Regions from separate parts of the Arachis hypogaea genome. Here region 1 is linked to region 2. The links are chromatin contacts, called in public Hi-C maps. All regions are on one chromosome and are shown on one strand. The core of a region is the stretch at or near the end of the contact, and the rest is flanking DNA. Distances in the headings are between cores, read along the strand shown. Region 1 overlaps LOC112754722 (S-sulfo-L-cysteine synthase (O-acetyl-L-serine-dependent), chloroplastic). Region 2 holds the start of LOC112754721 (transcription factor MYB60).

Region 1 (3,953 bases), core at 1,435-3,934, 84 kb after region 2:
AATTTTGTACCTAACTAAGCATTATTGCATGGCTCTCATCATCTCATGTGAGATAAGAGCACCCCACACTTGTCATGATCTTCCTCAATAGGCCCTTCCCTTTCGTACAAGACAAATAATTGGGACCACCGCGAAAAAATAAATAAATAAATAAATAGAGGTTAAGATGCTATATGTGAATTGTGAAGCTCTTCATTTTACAATAGGGCTATACGAAGAAAACCATAGAATTGATCCTTTTCTATGGTTTTAACTTTTTAAGTTTTAACTATATAAACAACTCAGCTATATGGGAAAATTTCAAGCCAATGGCATGAAAAGACTAAACGAGACTAAGGACAAGATACTAAATCATTGTTATTGGCCCAATTACTATGTGATCCCACTGCCTTCAATGCAATTTAGGATTTGTCCTATTCATGTGATAAAAGATTAGGTTCTATATGCCCCCTCTTTTTTTATTTTTAAAAATAATATTTTTACACTTAAATTGGTATTTCATATTTAATTTATAACTATTAATTAGATTGTGATTTTAAAGGTCCCAAAATCGAGCATCAAAGCTGGAGAATTGAAAAATCAGAGTCATCTTTTATCTAATCCTTTGATATTTCTAACTATTTGAACATGTCACAAGAATAACAGTGGTCACTCCCTTTATTTTATCTATCTCATCTTTATTGTTATTTAAGTTAGTGTTTTAAGTAGACACTAATTTTAAGTATACAAATAGTCAAATAACGTTTCTTTTTCTTTTTTTCTTTTTTTTTTTTTTTCAGTTTTTCTTTTGTCTTATTTCTCTTCCCTTCTCTCTCTCAACATCGATGCCATAATGTGGAAAATGAAGTGGTTTGCTTAGTATAAGTCCACAGCATTAATTGGCCTTCAAAATTAGGCTAAACATATGGACCAGTGATGGCAGAAAAGGAGTGGCGATTCCTTAAAAACGTGATGGAGAACATATTTATTTTTATTGGAACCAGCCTATGAGAGACAAATGTCAGTTTCAGAGATAATAAAGATTCTGCTATCCTACCTAAAGCTTAGTGTTTGTTTAACCTTGTAACATTGCTTGCAAGTATGCCAAAAAGTAAATAATGAAAAGTCGCCCAAAATAGAAGGGAATTTCAAATGGGAATTCAATATTTCATTTGTGTAGTTGCATTCGCCTCCTCCATTATGGGACCTAGAAAAAATCGATCCAAAGTGCCAAGTCCATGTGTTTTTTCAACCTTTGTCTACTACTACTAGTACTAGGTGATGTTGCTACTATATGTTAGATTTTTAAACCGGAGGAGGCAATGCTGCTACTTGTCTCATCTAGATGAAAAAAATAAAATAAAATAGAAAATACAATCATGATCATAATCTAGCATATATTGGTTAGGTCACATAATAAATCTATTATATATTTTATAGTATCTTGCTAACACGTGTTCCAAGTTCTAACAACATAATCTGCTAATCAAAACTAGGTGAAATTGTTTTCCATTCAAGAGTTGGAGAGATTACTAATACTATCAAGATTAGGTGAATACAAAAGCTAGATGATAATTAGTTTAACCAGCTCTTTTTAGAATTGATTTCATGAATATTGTTTTCTTCCCTCAATTATCATCGTCACATAAATTTGATGTATGACTATTTAAGCAAATCAGCAAAGCTAAGTAACTTTCTCAAGTAGTTTCATTCTTACACTCAATACTTTTCATCATAGTTTCTGTGCTATTTTTAGATTCAATATGCAATTAGTACGCAAGCACTGAATAAAAACATTAGTATAGTGCAAACAAAACCATTATCATACTCTTGTCAGTCTGTGATGCTTTCCATATATGTATTTCTACACAAACAGGATACATGATAGGACCAAGCTAAAATAAATTATATATATATATAACAAGAAAACCTTATCCCACTTGGTGAAAAAATTACATATATAATAAAAAACATGGTATAGGAGGGAGAAATAAAGTCAATAATGAAGGAAGGTGAAGGGTATTAAGGCAATGAAAAGAATAAAAATGAAAAAAAAAAAAGGGGGGGGGGGGGGGGGAATCAGGATTGTACATCAAATTAGGCCATTCATCATCCTGTTTGAGCTTACTCCCAAGAACTCTGTCTCATTCAAATTATTCATCTGAGGCAAAAAGTCCAAAGATGAAAATAATACAAAATATCACTGTTAATGTGTACATAATGTGCGTGACTAATAAATAAATTCATTAAAAAAAGAAGTATGTGATTATAGTATTATACCTATACCGTTTAGGGCTAAGGCAGCTACTTTCTTGAATGGTGGCATGTAAACTACTCCAATATCCAAAAGACGAGTCCAATTGTCCACATCTTTAAATGGTGATTGTTACATTTTCTGAACTTCTTCATAGATAGAATGGAAGAGAGGACTTGAAATATATCTCTCACCAAAACTAGGGAAAATGACCTTCAATTATGGAAAATCAGAAAAACATTCTTAACAAGAGAATAATTTCTCTGTTTCTCATGGAATACTGTAAAATGCACCATACACATAAGTCATAATGATCTAATTACAAAGCCAAGGAGATAAGAAAACTAAAATAAACACTTTTTTTTTTTTTTTGGACGGGAAATAAACACATGTTAAGTTGTTAACAACCTAACCTGGGCCTTGTAGAGAGAAAAATAATGGGCTTTTTCAAGGAGCTATAATGATCCAATTCCAATTACAAAGGAGACGTAGAGAGAAAAATTGACTATAAAATGACTCTACAGCTTAATCTAAATATAGGCAATAAAAATAGCGAAATTTGTTTCTATTCACAATACCTATTATATTAGTTGTATGGGAAAAATTTCCGAATGCTTTCTTTTATTCTATCAGTATCAGAGAATGTTTGGTTAACTTAAGAGGTAGAAGACTAGAAGTATTGGGTAAAATCACTTCTATTACACAAAAGTGTCCTCTAATTTCACCCTCCCCTTTTACCCCCTTACCAAACAGAGCAATCTTGGGTACACCTAAAAAACCCCAATGCTAAAAGTGATTTATAGACCCTCAACAATGTATACACTATAAGGGCTGGGATGTTGCAGATTGGGCCACAATTGACACAGCCCAATGGGCTGCAGGGATCAAAAAATGGGGATTCAGTAAGGTATATGAAACCACGAAAGGCTTTGGTCTAGTGGTCATCATGTATGCCTTGCAACAAGTGTACTCGGATTCGAGACTTGGCTAGGCCAAGTAGTGGATGGAACCCTTAAATATTCTGTGTGAGTGTAATGTGGGTGAGTTTGTAATGCCTAGGATTGGCAATCCATTTGACCAAAAAAAAAAAGTAAGGTATATGAAAGAGCAAGAAGGGAAAAATAGGAGCAGCTGAGGCTTGGCACAGATGGAGGATTTGTATGCCTCTCATCAAGCTGCACCAGGGTTCAAATCTCAAGAGTGGAATATAGGACCCTTTCTACTTCTAGTGTGTGTGAGTGTGGTGTGTGTGTAGTGTAAGACCAACAAAAAAAAAGGGAAAAATAGGAGGAAGTTATCAAAATGGAGCATGTAAGTGAGAGGGGACATCTCAGGAAATACATAAGGAGGCTGGCTGGGAGAGGAGGCAGTTTCCGGCATCATTTTGGGAACGAAATTGGCTTAGAGCTTGATCCTTAAGTTGTTTCTTCTACACTTTTGCATAGTAAAAATTGATATATACAAAATTTGAATACTCCAGAGCATTTGCAATGACGAAAACATAAAAGATAGCCAAAATATTTTAAGAAGAAATGAACTCACCACGATAAGTTTCCCAGAATTCTCTGGCCGTCTTGCCAAACTTATGGCAGCTGCAGCTGCAGCTCCTGAAGAAATTCCGACCTATAAAGAAATTTGAAAGAATTATAATGAATGTTGTAAAATCCAAAAAACATACTTCTTTGTAGACGTTGCAATATCCAGCAACATGCTAATCCAA
Region 2 (3,935 bases), core at 73-2,572:
ATTTTTTATAAAAATAGATATTTAAATTAATTAAATAATATTATTTAAACTAAAAGATTGACTAAAGATTGAAAATTTAAAAGACAAGTAATATTTTTCAAAAAATATGAGGTGCCATTGTGGCAAAATGAGGACACCTCGATAAATAATTTAAACATGATGAAATTTTGGTAAAAGTTTAAAAAATAATATTTAAAAGATGCTTTATAAATATTTTACAAGCAATCAAATAACGAAAAAAAGTAATTTTAATAAAATAATATAGTATTGCTAAATTTCCTAGCTCTTTACTGGTAACTTTTAAAAAAAGAAAAATAAAATAGTGATATATTGGGTAGTTGGTTTATCACGAGCTTAGTAACCTTTTTGATATGCATGTACAATATATAGTAATATCCATGATCCATGGTTTTGAATAATTTCGTTTGAAAAAAGTACACAAAGTAAATGGTTTATTATTATTCTGCACGGTGACACAGACTATATAGTGTAGTATAGTATATAGTGACCATAATAAATCACTATATATTCATCTCTTTGTTCAAATTCAACATTATCTAAACATTCCCCCAAAAGCTAGCAGCAACCCTTACTGAAATCACCCAATGTTATGCACATTTTTATGGTATTTTCTGCTCTCTTCTGTGCAAATTTCATTAATTGTTACCAGTCCGCTAAATTTGGCAGGACTACTTCCCAAACATTCACTTTTCTTGTTTCCATCGCTCCGGAACCCAAAATAACTAATTATTAGAAAATGTGTAATGATGATATACAAATTTTTTTTATTCGTTTATATATTCACTTTAAATTTACAATATTATTTTTTAAAAGTAATTACATATTGAGTTTCAAATAATTACACACAAAAATATGTACGTTTCTCATTGGAAAATAATGTCAATTCTTGCTTTCAAATTTTGTGTTCGGTTAATAAATTGGAGATGTCCCATTTAATTTTTAATAAATTAAAAGAATAATAATAGAAGATTAGAAGAAAAGTATACCCAGCTATGCATCCATCCATCCCCATCTTTTCAATTTATTAGATGTTTACCAAAGTCTCATGTATAAATTTAATTTAGCGATTGGTGATTGATTATTAGCTTGCTAAGAGATATACATCAAATGATCCAAGCAAAACCCTACAAATAAATTCAATCGAATAAAAGGTTATACGTATACAAGATCAATAATATATTATTCACTTTACTTAATAACTTTGTTGACACAAGCCATGGTGCCACGTGACCCATAAAATAAAATTTAAAAAAAAAAAAGGAAGAAGAGAATTAATACATAGTTGAAACTTGAAACTCGTCGCTGACTTTGGTTTTTCTATATATAATAATAATAATATTGAGTAATAATGGATAATTATAAAAATAGCAGTAGAAAATAAGGGATAGTGAAAGAGTTAGGTGAGAGAGGAAGGGCATGGTAGATGTGAGTGTGTAAAAAATAAAGTGCAATTTAATTTGGGTCTCTCTTAGTGTTTTAAAGTCATCAAGTATATATAAAGCATTCACATGCATTGGTACTATTTGAAAGCTCTATCTCTTTCTCTTTCTCTTGTTGTAAAAACTAGTAGCATAAAAGAGAGGTGAGTGAGTGAGTGAGTGAGTGAAGAAGGAAGAAAGAAAGATGGGAAGGCCTCCATGCTGTGACAAAGTTGGAATCAAGAAAGGTCCATGGACACCTGAGGAGGATATCATCCTTGTCTCTTACATCCAAGAACATGGTCCTGGAAATTGGAGATCAGTCCCTACTAACACTGGTAATTAATTATATATTATTTTAATTGGAATTGAGTCCATGAATTTGACAATAGAATAACAATGTTAATTATTTGTTGAAAAGGGTTGTCAAGATGCAGCAAAAGTTGTAGGCTAAGGTGGACAAATTATCTAAGGCCAGGAATCAAGAGAGGAAACTTCACTCCCCATGAAGAAGGAATGATTATTCACTTGCAAGCTCTTCTTGGTAACAAGTAATATTCTCCCACATATAACAAATTCAATTAATATTATTATTATTATTATTATTATTGTTTAATTTGTTGATTAATTAAAATAATATATATAGATGGGCAGCCATAGCTTCATACCTTCCACAAAGAACAGACAATGACATAAAGAATTATTGGAACACACATCTAAAGAAGAAGCTCAAGAAATTCCAACAACAACAAACATCTTCCATGGATTCTTCTTCTCAGCACCTTCAAGCGTCATCTAAGAGCTTCAGTGACAGAATTTCATCATCAGATAATAAGTCTTCTCAGTGTTCATCAATTACCACATCCTATGCATCAAGCACTGAGAACATTTCAAGGCTTCTAGAAGGTTGGATGAGAACTTCTCCAAAACCATCTTCATCATCTTCTCCATTCATCATCAAAGGAGCAGGAGGAGGAGGACCATCATCAAATCATCATGAGATTGATGAAGAAAACAATAACAACAACAATGATAATAATAAGGAGGTTCTTCTAGTCAAGTCTGTTTCTATGCCTGCTTTGAATCTTGAGCTTCATCATCATCAGAATCATCAAGACTTTGAATCTATTCTTTCCTTTGAGAATCTCAACACTACTACTGCTTCTTGCTGGGACAAATCTACTTGTGATTCTATGCCTAATAATAATCACAAATGTTCTTCAGAACCTGCTGCTGCTACTACTTTTTCTCATCATCATCATCATCATCATGAAATTGAGGAAGAAGAAGAGGACTATGAGGATCAAGAGGAGAGAAAGAATAGTAAGAGTAGTAGGGATAAGAATAATAATGACAATAATAACCCTCCATTGTCATTCCTTGAGAAGTGGCTATTGGATGAGAATGTTGGTCATGGTGAGGAGATCATGGAGTTATCTCCTATCTTCTAATAACATTCAAATTATTATATATTCAAAAAAGAGCACTCCATTCCCTAAGTTTGGGATATGTGATGTTACTTTAATAATTTCGAAGGAGGATTAAGGAAGTGGAAAGAAGAAGCTGCAAGAGGAGGATGGAGAAAAACAAGAAGAAGAAAAAAAAATGAAATATCTTGATCTTTCTGACTAGGGTAAAACTAAATCTATCTTTTTCTTTTCTTTTTCTTTTATTATATATATATTACTACTATTATTATAATTATTATTAGATGTGTTAATTGGAGGTTCTGAGAAGTTTAGAATCTCTATTCAACTTTGTAACTTGATGTTTATTTTATGATGAATTTGGTTCTAATTGTTTGCATTGATAATTAAGTAGGTAGTTTCTTATATTGCATGTTAATCTTTAATTTCTTTGTAGAGAGCTGCAGATAAAGTTAATTGTTAACTTTAATTTAGCACAAATACATATGAAGAAGACTTGAGAAACTTTCATGATTGTCAACTCGAATTATGAATAATATTCTGGAATATTTGCTTCAAGGAACACTTCAAAACAATATTAGTTACTAACCTTATTATATATGCTGTTTTAATTTTCTGTTTTTTCTTTTTTATTTTATTTTAATTTAATTAGTTACTTCTGATTAATACTGTACATCAGTGAACTGTGTATGTACTTAACAAGTTACCGGGAAAAATGGAAGATACATAATGAAGAGCACTGTGTTTATTACGGAGCCATTTAATTTCAATTTATGAATCTTGGCAACTAGTTAGTAGCTAGTAGAATATGTATTATCACCCTAAAATAATAATAATAATAATAATAAGTAGCATATATTATAACAGACTTCTTGTATGTTCTTACTTTATTAGTAAAAGCTAAGGTTATTGTTTTGATTATATTATGTAGAGTATTCAAGACATTATATATATTATATTAATTAATAAGAATATAGTTAAACAAAAATCATAGCATCCCATGAAGTTAGAACTTTAAGTATAAAGTAATTCAAATATAAATAATATGATTGTGTAAAAAGAATTACAA

The links. Hi-C and Micro-C count contacts between places; a contact is called where the count stands out from the background.
Region 1: a Hi-C map of an unstated tissue shows a contact between it and region 2, with 5 times the contacts expected there. The contact joins the enhancer-like site here to the promoter of LOC112754721 in region 2. A contact is called at or near these places in 2 of 8 Hi-C or Micro-C datasets (leaf and an unstated tissue).

Annotation. Positions count from the first base shown.
Region 1 is chr16:116,937,102-116,941,054 of arahy.Tifrunner.gnm2.J5K5, forward strand. LOC112754722 (S-sulfo-L-cysteine synthase (O-acetyl-L-serine-dependent), chloroplastic) reads right to left here. Exons shown (of 11, transcript XM_025802470.2): 9 at 3,776-3,856; 10 at 2,260-2,446; 11 at 1,764-2,140. The coding sequence ends at 2,366. Among protein-coding and RNA genes, the nearest start is that of LOC112754722, 5.1 kb to the right of the region's middle. Within about 2 kb of position 2,685, at least 3 of the 3 cell types and tissues checked have open chromatin away from gene starts, as enhancers often do.
Region 2 is chr16:116,854,674-116,858,608 of arahy.Tifrunner.gnm2.J5K5, forward strand. LOC112754721 (transcription factor MYB60) reads left to right here and starts at 1,323. Exons shown (of 3, transcript XM_025802469.3): 1 at 1,323-1,777; 2 at 1,861-1,990; 3 at 2,086-3,236. The coding sequence starts at 1,645. The coding sequence ends at 2,890.